2 separate regions of the Danio rerio genome follow, and region 1 is linked to region 2. Evidence: chromatin contacts called from public Micro-C data. All regions are on one chromosome and are shown on one strand. Each heading gives the region's core, a stretch centred on a gene start, on an enhancer-like site or on the middle of the called end of the contact. The rest is flanking DNA. Distances are from core to core; before and after follow the strand shown. Region 1 overlaps glis2b (GLIS family zinc finger 2b). Region 2 overlaps srl (sarcalumenin).

Region 1 (5,960 bases), core at 299-2,798, 180 kb after region 2:
CAAGATGATTCGAAGTACCCGGATGAGTCTGTATTATTAATTTCATTGGTTGTTATCTGGGAATAACATACCTACTAATCAAAATCAAGTATTCCAGACAGATATGTAATAAAGCAGTTTACCACACGTTTTCCTACAAGAGCTCATTGTGGATGTTGCTTTCACAGTGCCACCTACTTTTCGACTCCTTGCAAGACCTGGTGGATCATGTCAACGACTTCCATGTGAAGCCAGAGAAGGATTCTGGCTACTGTTGCCACTGGGAAGGGTGTGCACGCAAAGGACGGGGGTTTAATGCCAGGTGTGTTTATTGTAGCCTGTTCTGTCTGTCAATACAGATGCATGTTTACCCAAAACCCAGTAGGAATCACATTTCCTGATAACTTATAAAACAGTTTCTTAGTATATCACCAGAGTACATAAAAAATATAAATAAAGTATAATATTGGTATGTTTGAACGCAAAAAAAAAACACATAATATTCAATTGACCATACGCATGGAATGTTTTTAAGTCAGCTGAAAATTTCCATTTTCAATTTCATAAAGACATGTGGCACAATGTGTTTTGATGCAGATCTTAAATGCAGCAAGTTCGCTAGTAACATCATACATCTAATGTCTTGCTTATTAGGTACAAGATGCTGATTCACATCCGTACTCACACCAATGAGAAACCTCACCGCTGTCCCACCTGCAATAAGAGCTTCTCCCGACTGGAAAACCTCAAGATTCACAACCGCTCACACACAGGTCAGTGTCACTGCATGCTAGGTAAACATCTGGATGGAGGCAGCCTGACCTTACTGTCTCTGTACTTGTGTTTTAGGTGAGAAGCCCTACATCTGCCCTTACGAAGGCTGCAATAAACGCTACTCCAATTCCAGCGACCGGTTCAAACACACACGCACGCACTATGTGGACAAGCCCTACTACTGCAAGATGGTGGGATGCTTGAAACGCTACACGGACCCCAGCTCCCTGAGGAAGCATATCAAGGCTCATGGGCACTTTGTAGCCCAGGAGCAGGGAGGTGGGGTGGGCTCGTTGATAAAGCAGAGCCAGATTGCTGGGGTGGGGAAAGATTCGGAGCTGACTTATGTCAGCGGGGCTCACATCATCATTCCTAGTGCTGCCGCTGCTCTCCTTGGTGGTCACGCTCTGCAGGGTCTCGGAGGCTCCCTCCCGCTGTCCCCCCTCAGTCCCCGCCCCTTGGACTTGAGCACACTTGGCTGCCCAAACTCCCCTACTGCTGGGCTTGGAGGGACACCTATTCTGTCCTTCAGCAGTTCCCCTCTAGGCCTGACCAAGTCACCTTTGCTGTCTCCTTCCTTTTCATCTTCCACGCTTGGGTTACCCATGCTGCCCATCCTGGGCTCTGAGCGCAGGGACCATGGCAAGGGCAAGATCAGAGGAGAGGAGGGCGAGGATGAGATCCACGGTGGTGTACTCAACCTGTCTACGGGAGCATCCCACGACCCCCTGTCTTGGGTGGTCATCCCCTCTGGCCCAGTTGTGCTGAAGCCAGCTGTGGTCAACTGAGCACCACATTCCAGAGGAATGGCAGGGGAAGTGCGGGGGGAGAATAGGAGTCAGAGGTCAGAGGCAAGCCTGTGGGGGGTTTCACAAAGCATTTGCAGTTCTGCTTGGAAGTGACACCATGTTCTTCAGACACACACTACTACCTATTTCTTCTGGTAATAGCTATGGGTTTTAAAAAGAAAATAATTAGCTTAAACATCAGAAATAGGCTAAACGTTAGCTTCCATTACATTTTTATTCTTTCTGGCTTATGCTATTACCAGGGGTGCTTAATCCTGCTCCTAGAGGGTCACCTTTCTGCAGAAATTATTTCTAGGTTGCTACAATACAACTTCTTGGTTGTTCAGGTAATCATGAAGATCTTGATTCAAGTATTTTTAGTTAGGCTTGTGGCTAAACCAAGGTAGGCCACTGTCCTGTGTTACATTTAGTTCTAACTGCAACTAAGGACAACTAAACAAGCCAATTAACATCTTCAAGATTGGGAAAGTCATGTTAGTTCGATCAGGCATAGAACTAAACTCTGCAGGACCTTGATGTTCAGAGTTACCCATCCCCGGTCTTTGTTGAAAGGTGTCCCTCCAGAAGCAGAACTGGATGTCATAAGTACAGCTTACTTTTCTGTTTAAATTAGCACACTGCCACAATGTCAGACTTATGAATTTGTGCCCTTACATCAAGAGACCATTTCTGTGTATTTATGCGTAAGAGAAACTCTTTGCGTCAGTGTACAACACACTAAAGAGACAACCATATGCTATTATTCTTAAGCAATTGATCTTCAAGCCATTCCGTGCATTACAACAAAAGTGTAACAAGCTAGAGATCTTCGAGCCTTTAGGTCAGGTTAGGTTTGCAAGTGCAAGCTTAAGTTGTAGATTAGGCAAGAGAATCTTGTTTGCATGCTGACAATCAGCATTTGGTGTACCCGTCAGAACAGTCCTGCTCCTGAAATCCCACTTTCCTACAGTGTTTAGCACCTAGTCATCTGACTACCTTGTGGTGATCATGAATATCTTGAGTAGCAAGTTTAGATGTTTAATTAGGGCAAGAGCTAAACTCTTTGACTTAGCCCTTCAGGAGTACAATTAAACACCCCTGTTTCAGACCTTTCCCACCTAAGTCAGCAGGTACCCTTTGCATACCTTGCAAGTGAAACTCTTTAGCTTCAATGCTATTGGAACCTAAATGACAAACCTTGCATTTGCTGCTAGCTGTATAACTGCAATGTAAGCATACACATTTGAATAAAACTAGTTAAAGTATGAATGACAATCTGTCCTCAGAAGGGGAGGAAATAGAAACCTTGACTAGCTCTGTTTTGTTAAATAGATTTACAGACACAAAACTCAGACTGGCTGAGTTTTAAGTCACACAAGGGCACAAACCCACCTAGCGGTCATGCTAACATCCCATGGCACATGGCACTGTTGTAAATAGTGCCATCTTCTGGTCATCAGTTGTACTGTACATGACTAGCTGCACCAAGGGCAACATTTAACAGTATTGTCCTGCTTTGCAGCATACTAGCATTGCAGGATAAAACAAGAAACCTTTGGTTCTTGCAAAATAGCGAACTTTTAAATAACCATTATCTATCACCTATAATTTGGTATGACAATTTTGCTTTCATAGTTTATCCCACTGTGCTAAAAATCTTAAGGTATACCCAGAAACTGAATTAGGGACTTTTTCAAGCACTATTTAGTTGGCTGAAGGGTAATGCTTTAAGATCCACTGCATCAAAGTCTGTTGTTCTCAGCAATACTCCTGCTAACATGAAGTTGCTGCAACACTCCAAAACTTTCCACTAAAGCCATCATACATAGATCGACCTGTCACAATCAGGACCTCAGTCAGATTAAATCTCGTCTCCTGACCTCAGGCAAGTAACAGTCTCTGTCCTCTCAGGGGAACTCCTTCTGTAAGAGAGATGATATATGTAAAGCATCCTTCAGAGATTTTCATTATCCCACTAATAGTTCAGCATTTTTAACGGACAAGTGAATGTAACGTAAAACATTCCGACTGAAATATTCGCACTTGCCGAAAGCATGAACCCCACCGTCCCCTCCAAACCATTTTTACACTCAGAGTCTTATTGCATTTGTTTTATTATTTGTGAGAACTATACAATTGATGCTGTTTTGTTTTTACGTTTTTATTACTGACGAGACATTTCCTGATGTTGAAGTTGCTTTGTTTCTTCTATCGCTACTCTATGTTCAGCTTCCTCCAGCTAATCATTTGAAAGGAAAGCGGGAGAAATGACACAAGATTACTGCAGGAATGATTTGAGTTAGTAACCCTCACATTTAGTCCATAACCATACCACAACACTAGAGGTTTACATGCCGTATCCCAGGGGTGACCAACCCTGTTCCTGGAGATCTACTTTCTAACATTACTCGTGTTGTCAAAATACTACCAATCGGTACTGCATTTTTTAAGCCATCCATTTCCCGCTAACAGTGCAGGAAAAATTCCCATGCATTCCTAAACACCGCTGATTGCCCATTGTGTTCATGTCCTCAACAGAAATTACTCTGATTTGCTGTGAAAAGGGAAATGAACGTTTCTAAAGTTTCAATACTGATTGGTATCGAAATTCCAGTATGGTCACAACACTACTTCCAGCAGATTTTAGTTGCAACCCATATCAAACACAGCTGCCTGTAATTGTCAAGTGCTGTTCAGGGCCTAATTATTTGGTTCAGGTGTGTTTGGTCAGGGTTAGAGCTGAACTCTGCAGGAAGGTAGATCTCCAGGAACGGGGTTCAGCACCACTGCTGTAAACAGTTCAGTTACGATTATCATGATTGATTCAGTTCAATTTGATTTCGCCATGGCTGCAGCCGGCATGCCATTGTACGGCAATACAAATTTCTTGATTATTACGCTGTAATGAGAGAATAGTTTACCGAAAGTCTTTGATCTTTTTTGAACAAGATGCTATAATCCAGGGGCGTAGCAACCGGCGGGAACGATCACTTTTAAAGACACACCATTTAGAAACAGTTGATTAACAATTTTTTGAACGTAAACTTTTGGATCTCAATCAGCCGTCCCCCCACTTTTAAAATGTCTGCTACGCCTCTGCTATAATCTAATCTAACTTGATGATCAATTCTAACCTAAGCTAAACTAAAAGTGCTCCCACCAGACCCAGAGATAGACTGAATGGACTCAAAAAAATTGTTAAAAAAAGTCCCTTTAAAGCAAGACATGTCACTTCCTTTTGGCCAGTATGCTCAGGCTTTGTGTTGAATGGGGAAACTGCTTGCCTAGCTTACAATTCAATTTTATTTAAGGAATCACCAAAAAAAATAAACATTAACTGTGTCTTTGGTTTCATTTCTAATGCTGTGTTCACACATTACGCGAATAAATACCCTGCGGTGTGTTTCACTTAAAATAACTGGCGCGATTTGATTGTTTTGCGCATTTAACGAGCCTAACTATCGTACGAATCGCTCGAGTTGGAAAATCTGAACTTCAGTGGACATTTGCGCCGCATTAACCAATCATGAGCTTGGTCTTGTATGAGTGCGATTATGACGTAGAATGTGTCAATTTCTGGTGTCGCGAGGAAATATTTTCTTGCTGATACCAACAACAGCTTATCAAACTGGGCTCGGTTCAGTCAGAAGCACCGCTGAAAGCCTTCATCATCCGGTTGTAGTTGCTGGAGGAAAGCTGAGTGCACCTCTGAAAGGATCTAGTGGACCAAAACGAATCTATGCTATTTTTCAGCCTTCCTAAAGCACATAAACCACAGCTACTTACTCAATAAAATCCATGTCAGCCATTTAGCAAGGAAGCTAGAGTCACCAGGCAGACATAAGCCCTGTTCATGTTGCGAATCTGCGTCTATTGTGAAGTGAATTTTACATGCGAATTAGATGCGCGAATGAAGTGAGTAAACTCAAAATGTTCAAGCATCTATTTACGCGTGAATATCGCAATTTATCCGATGGTGCTGCATCTGGTGTGAACATAGCATTGATATTCGAATCACTCAAAATCTGCAGAAATTCACCCCTAGGGGTCTCCAAACTCGGTCCTGAAGGGCCGGTGTCCTGCAAAGTTTAGTTCAAACCCAATCCGACACACCTGGGATAGCTAATTAAGGTCTTAATTACATCTTGCGGGTGTGTTGAGGCAAGTTGGACCTAAAATCTGCAAGACACCGGCCCTCCAGGATTTTGTTTGGACACCACCTGGTCTATAGTGATCGATGATTGGCTTCTGTAGTAGGCTTCAATCACCATGTTGACCGTAGCATTTTTCCCCATTCAATAATATCCGAGTGACACTTCTGGTGTATTCTAGAGTCCTTGGTAAAACTCAAGTTTAACTCTTTAGGGAAGATGTGAAATGAGTGTTCCTTTAAGTCCACAGCCGCTAGCATGTGCTTGC
Region 2 (6,135 bases), core at 2,596-5,095:
GTGCCTGCTGCAGCCATGGTACAGCAGCAAAGTAGCTTGATTATTACTCCAGAATAAGAGAATAAGAGTATAGGTCCTACATCAAACTAGAAACTTTTAATTTTCTGTCAGTGTCAGGACATTATGTGACTACAGAACTGTCGGGCTTTAAATGGAAAAGGGATCAAAACTCATGTTTATTTTTGAGTGAGATGCTAATAACCTAATCTGATTCAATCATCTATGCTAAGCTAAAAGTGCTCCCGCCAGACTCGAAGATGGGCTGAATTTATTAAAAATGTTTAGTGTTTCTTTATGTCTAATTACACTCTAAAAAAACGTTGAGATATTTATTTAACCCAATGGTTAAACATATTTGGTGCTTTTTTGGGTTATTTTTTTTTTTAACCTTTTTAAGTTATTTTTTAAGAACTCAACCAGTTTAGTTAGATATTTGGTGCTTTATTGGGTTATTTTGAACCTTTATTGTGTTTTTTATTTAATAACTCAATTAGTTGGGTTAAAAATGTAAATTTCAACAATCAACTGATTTAACTGACACAGAAAGGCTGTATTAATATGTGTTGTTATGTGTTATGTGTTGTTTTTGCGTTATAAAGTTTATTTAGGCTATAACACAAAAATATTGTTGTCATTGTTTATCAAATGACCTCTTCGTGTCATTTTTTATATCTGTTTCACTATCAAATACCAACTTTTAGAAGCGTTTGGATGTGGTTAAACTGTATTGTACACTGTGGACACTGAGTGAAGCCTGCTGCAGCTGCTGGACAGCCTCTACCGCACAAAGAGCACAGGGTTTTCTGCCTGCACATTTTATACCTGTCTGCACTTTGTTCTGTTTCGTCATTGTTTGTGATTCTTGATTTATTTTAACAAAAGTGTCTGGAATTTAAAATGTAACGGAAAAACACTTTAAGGGCCCTATCATACACCCGGCGCAGTGTGGCGCAAGGCGTGGCGCAGTAATCTTTTGGTAGTTTCAGCTTGGCGCAAGAGTCGTTTTGAGGCGTTGCGCTACGCTGTTTATAGCAAATGCATTAGCGCTCATTTGTGCACTCATAGGCGTTCTGGTCTAAAAAGGAAGGCGTTCTGAGGTGGACCACTGGCGCGTTGCTATTTTGAGAAACTATAATAGATTTTTCATTAGACCAAAACTAACCCAGTCTAAACTCCGGCGCAGAGTTGCGCCTCGCTTACGCACTGCTTAATACACACAAGAGAGCAATAGGCAAATATCTTTACATATGAAAAAATTTAAATATTAAGGATATATATAGGATATAATAAGAATAGATATAGAATATAAATATAAAGGATTAAAATATTACAAAACATATTATTTTCTAGCCTACATAAATATGAAAAATCACTGCTTTTATGTCTTCATCTCGGGAGGCTTTTTCAGTTCATTCTTAACAATTTGCTTTTGTATAATGTTATTATTATTAGCAGTATTATTTATTATATCCTTATTTATATTAGTTTTATTAAAAACAAGCTTAGATTTGCCCATCTGCAAGTTTTAGACCATATGGGGCACAGCATGTGTTTTAGGATATAACTCAGGTTTTTGAGCACATTTTGTTATTATTATTCATTTATTCGTTTGCTGGAAATTAGAACTGAATTTAGAAATAGTTTTGAAACGAATATTTGCGCTTAACAAACAAAATTATTTACAAATAGGCTAATTGATGTCTGTGCGTAAAGGTTTCCCTATCCAAGAGCGAATGTGAAAGTAGTTCCATTATCTCTCATTCTCACGCAGTAGATGCTCTGTTTAACAGTTTTCTGTTAAAAAACTGTCAACTGTTTGCTTGTGAAGTGCTCATTTTTTTCCACTTAGACTTACTTTGCGTCCTGTAAATAGCGAATGCGCTCTTGGCGCGACGCAGCTGGCTCTTAAAGGGAATGGGAGATGAGACTCTAATTGGTTTATTCTTAAAACACACCTATAACTCATTAAGAAAATAAACTCAACCCTTTTAGACCATGCGCCATGGCACAAAGCAGGTTTTCCCGTCCTTAAATTAGCAAAAACGCATTCTGACATTCCCTGAAAGCGTTTGCGCCCTGCGTTTGGGCTCTGCGCATGGACCGTCAAAATAGAGCCCTAAGTATTTTTTTAACTGCAAGTTAATTATTTACATATTCATACTTATAAATAGTAGTACTAGTAATAGTATAGCAATATAAATACTAGTCGGATAAACAACATTTAATCAAAATAACCTAATGCATTGGGTTAAATTATAATCCCCAATGCATTGGGTTAAAATAACCCATAGTTGGGATGGTGCTATAATAACCTATAGCTGGGTTAAATGTTGTGGTATTTTTAACCCAACTATTATAACAGAGTATGTTTGTTTGATATTTGAGAACCACTGCAGCTCTCTTGGATATCTGCTTTCAGCTTTTCTCTGCCTCTCTCAGATCAGATGTGAACAACAGTCAGTCATTATTGTGGTGAGTGTTGGGTTAAATACCATGCTGAACCACAAGAGGGCAAGCTTGATCTCAGTGTTTTCATGTTTTCATCATGTAGGGTTATAGCAGGACCATCAAAGTCGCTCAAGAGCATCAAAGTCACCTTGAAGAGGACAAAACCTGACCTGAACTGCTCAAATTCACACGCAAATTACTAATATCTGATGCTGGATTTGCTTTTATATAGCTCAGACTCACAAACTGCTAGTTAGATTTACAGACGGTTGCTGTAATATAGCAAGTATAGCACATTCAATTAAATAAATAAATTAAGAAAGATTGAAACAGTATTTAGGCTTTTTTCCAAAATGTTTAAATAAATAAAATAAGTTTTTTTTTGTATTTAATAAATACAATGTTTTGTATTTTGTGAGTCCGTTTAAAGGCATATATAAAGAGATTAGCAAAATATTAGACCTGTTTAAATTATATCACCAGCAAAAAAATATTATTATTATTATTATTTTATATTATTATCATTTATTTATGAATTTTGGACAGCCTTGAAATATGTTGGTGTATTTTAAATAAATTATTAAATTATTTTTTAACTAATAAATAAAATACAGTGTATTATATCCATTTAAAGGTTTGAATTTAATTATGCAAAACAAAGATTTATTTATTTATTTAAACATGCATATGCAGATTAGAAAAAAACTTTGACCCGTTTAAATGTAAACACCAGTAAATTTATTTATTTATGTATGTATATATGTATGTATGTATGTATTTATTTATTTATTTATTACATTTTTTTAACAGTGTTGATTATTATCTGTGTGTATTTGGCATTATGAAGCACTTTTGGTCAACCACAGTTGTTTTTAATTAAAACAATGTAAAATATCAGTTTAAATGATGTAAATAAAATATAAATAAAACAAAAATATGTAAATTAAAAAAATTATAAAAAATTAAAAATCTAAAGACAATTTTTAGAAATAAATAAATAAAATAATAAATCTGACAATTAATGCTAATATTTAATATTCAATTAGTTAATAAGAAATCTTAGTAATTAAATCAATCAAACTAATAACTAATAGTAACATTAATAATAATGAGTAATAAAAATAATGTCTGTTTATCCATCCATATATCTGTCCATGCATCTATCCATCCATCCATCCATCCATCTATCTACAAATAAAGTGGTTTATTTTTTGTGGTTCACTCTAGTATTACTGTTGGCTTATTATTTGGGATGGTGTAGCATGTGCCATATTTGAAAGTGTGTAAGGTACATTATTGCTGATTATCTGGAAGTATGATGCTAATGTAGAGCAGCAGAAGCTCCTCTTTTAAAGAATGAAACGATGAAAGGCAGAGGAGATGTTGAAGAGTTCTGCGGCACATCAAACTCTTACATAAAGAACTGCTGATTGCTTTCAGATGGAGGCTTCATTCCTCCGGCTCTGTGTGTGTTTGTGTGTGTGTGTGCGCGTGTGTGTGTGTGTGTGTGTGTGTGTGTGTGTGTGTGTGTGTGTGAGTGTGTGCGTGTGTGTGTGTTTCTGCCCCCGCGAGCAATCCAGCTGTGGTGTGCGAGACTCAACAGCAGAAAACAACAACTCTGATGTAGCGTTTTATCATTAACTACAACTCAAACTGGAAAAAAATTAACATTACAAAGTCGTTGTTTTTTATTAGCTGCTGAGGCATTTGATTCTTATTCAAAATGGATTTATTAGTATTACAGATACTAAAAATGACTAAAAACTAAAATGACATGAAAATATAATAATAACAATAATAATAATAATAATAATAATAATAATAATATAAAAAAAAATCTCAAATTAAAATGCTTGAAATTGTGGAAAAAAATATTACATAAAATAAAAAAAATAAAAAAATAAGTAATATAATATAAGAATTAAAAAGAATAAACTTGCATTGCTAACTAAAACTATAAAAATACAAAATAAAATCATAATTTAAAAGAAATTTAAATAGATAGATAATTCAAATATAATATAATATAAAAGAATATAATATAATAAAAGAATATAAAAAATCTATATTAATTTGAAATGAAATTTTAAAAAAAATGGTTCGTAAATTAACTAAATAAAGAAATTAATATGGAGAAAAATTCAAAAACTAAAAACCTAGAAATTGAGAAAAACTTATTATATTCAAATATGTCAGATTATTATGATAAATATAATATAATATAAATATAAGCAATATAACATAAGTATATAAAAAACAATTTAATATAAAATATCTATCTATATATCTATAGATAGATAGACATTTAAAAATCCTAAAAATATGAACCAAAACAAAAACAAAAAACTCAAACATTATTAAAAAATAATATATACAAAAAACTAAAATATTTGATTGTTACCAAAGCTAAAACAAAAAATATATATATATGTATTAAATAAAATAAAACTATAAAACAGCAGAACGTTTCAATTATTTCAGCCAAACACACCTTAACTATAAGTTTATATTAAAACAGGTTAACTACACCTTTTAACATGAACTAATAATAAAAAACAATTAAAGAAATTGTTAATCTTTTTCAATATTAGCTTTGACACTAAAGCATTATTAAAATCACAAAAAATATCAGTTCGTATTGTTAAATGCAGTGCGATGAACAGTTGTTTTCTTAAGAAAGGCCTAGTCATAGCCCTAACCCTAACTAATTGAGCATTATTAATAATATTTAATGCATAAAATAATGTTCACTAAGGAGACTTTACTATAAAGCAGAGCTAAAAACACAATAATAAATGAATCCTGCAGTATTTCCTGATATGTTATAGACCAGCTCTGGTGTATCTGGAGCTTTGAGAGGGAAAGAAAGATACTCATATGAAAGAACCACATTTGTTTACAGTCAAATCTGAACTAATAATAAAACATGAGCATGGAAAGACATTGATATTTGGTTCTTCCTTATGAATATGAGGATGAAGACTGAATGGGTGATTTTAGATGATGGAGAAATGATGAATTCACTGTGAAGAAGCCATCAACATTCATATGATGTTAATCTACACCCAAAAACAAACATTTTGGGCCTAAAATTGAGATTTATTCATTTCAATTGTGTATGCAACGTCCCTCCATTTGGATTACACAATTTGTTGTAATTAGATAATAATTAATATGCTTAAAATAAATAACTAGGCTTATATAATCATAAGTAATTAAAAAAATTGTACAAGTGCATTCACAATAAACATATTTATGTTGGTTCTAAACAGCTTAAATGTGTACGGTTTGAAAAAATATATATTTATATTCTTTAATTATACAACAATATGCATCGTTGTAAACTTATAATTGTGAAGTTGTAAAAAAAAAAAAAAAAAGTTGATTATAACTTGACAACGATTAACCCCGATTACACATTACACATCCAAAGTAAATATACATTTTTTCTTTTTGCCCGTAAAAAAAGCAGGGCTTTATAACAAATTGAATGTAACACAAATGGAAGGAAACTGAAACCCATAAATCTCAAACATGAGCCTAAAAACATATATTGACAGTCGGACAGCGGTGTAAAACAGTAATTACCCGAGATCTCGTGTTGTCGAAGCTCGTTGTATTTGTAGGCCTGCTCCATGGGCCTGATGGAGTTGTGGTAGATCTTCCTCAGCCTCTGTAAAGCAGCTA

Evidence for each region. A called contact is a pair of places that touch in the nucleus more often than the background predicts.
Region 1: a Micro-C map of caudal fin shows a contact between it and region 2, with 8 times the contacts expected there. The contact joins two enhancer-like sites. A contact is called at or near these places in 3 of 18 Hi-C or Micro-C datasets (caudal fin, embryo and an unstated tissue) and 1 of 4 datasets of contacts at active chromatin or transcription factors (caudal fin).

Annotation. Positions count from the first base shown.
Region 1 is chr3:10,491,648-10,497,607 of GRCz12tu, forward strand. glis2b (GLIS family zinc finger 2b) reads left to right here. Exons shown (of 6, transcript NM_001289885.1): 4 at 168-301; 5 at 634-752; 6 at 829-1,541. The coding sequence ends at 1,541. Among named protein-coding and RNA genes, the nearest start is that of pam16, 15 kb to the right of the region's middle. Within about 2 kb of position 1,549, at least 23 of the 62 cell types and tissues checked have an H3K27ac peak or open chromatin away from gene starts, as enhancers often do.
Region 2 is chr3:10,312,791-10,318,925 of GRCz12tu, forward strand. srl (sarcalumenin) reads right to left here. Exons shown (of 7, transcript NM_001077531.1): 3 at 6,037-6,132. Among named protein-coding and RNA genes, the nearest start is that of srl, 34 kb to the right of the region's middle. Within about 2 kb of position 3,846, at least 3 of the 62 cell types and tissues checked have an H3K27ac peak or open chromatin away from gene starts, as enhancers often do.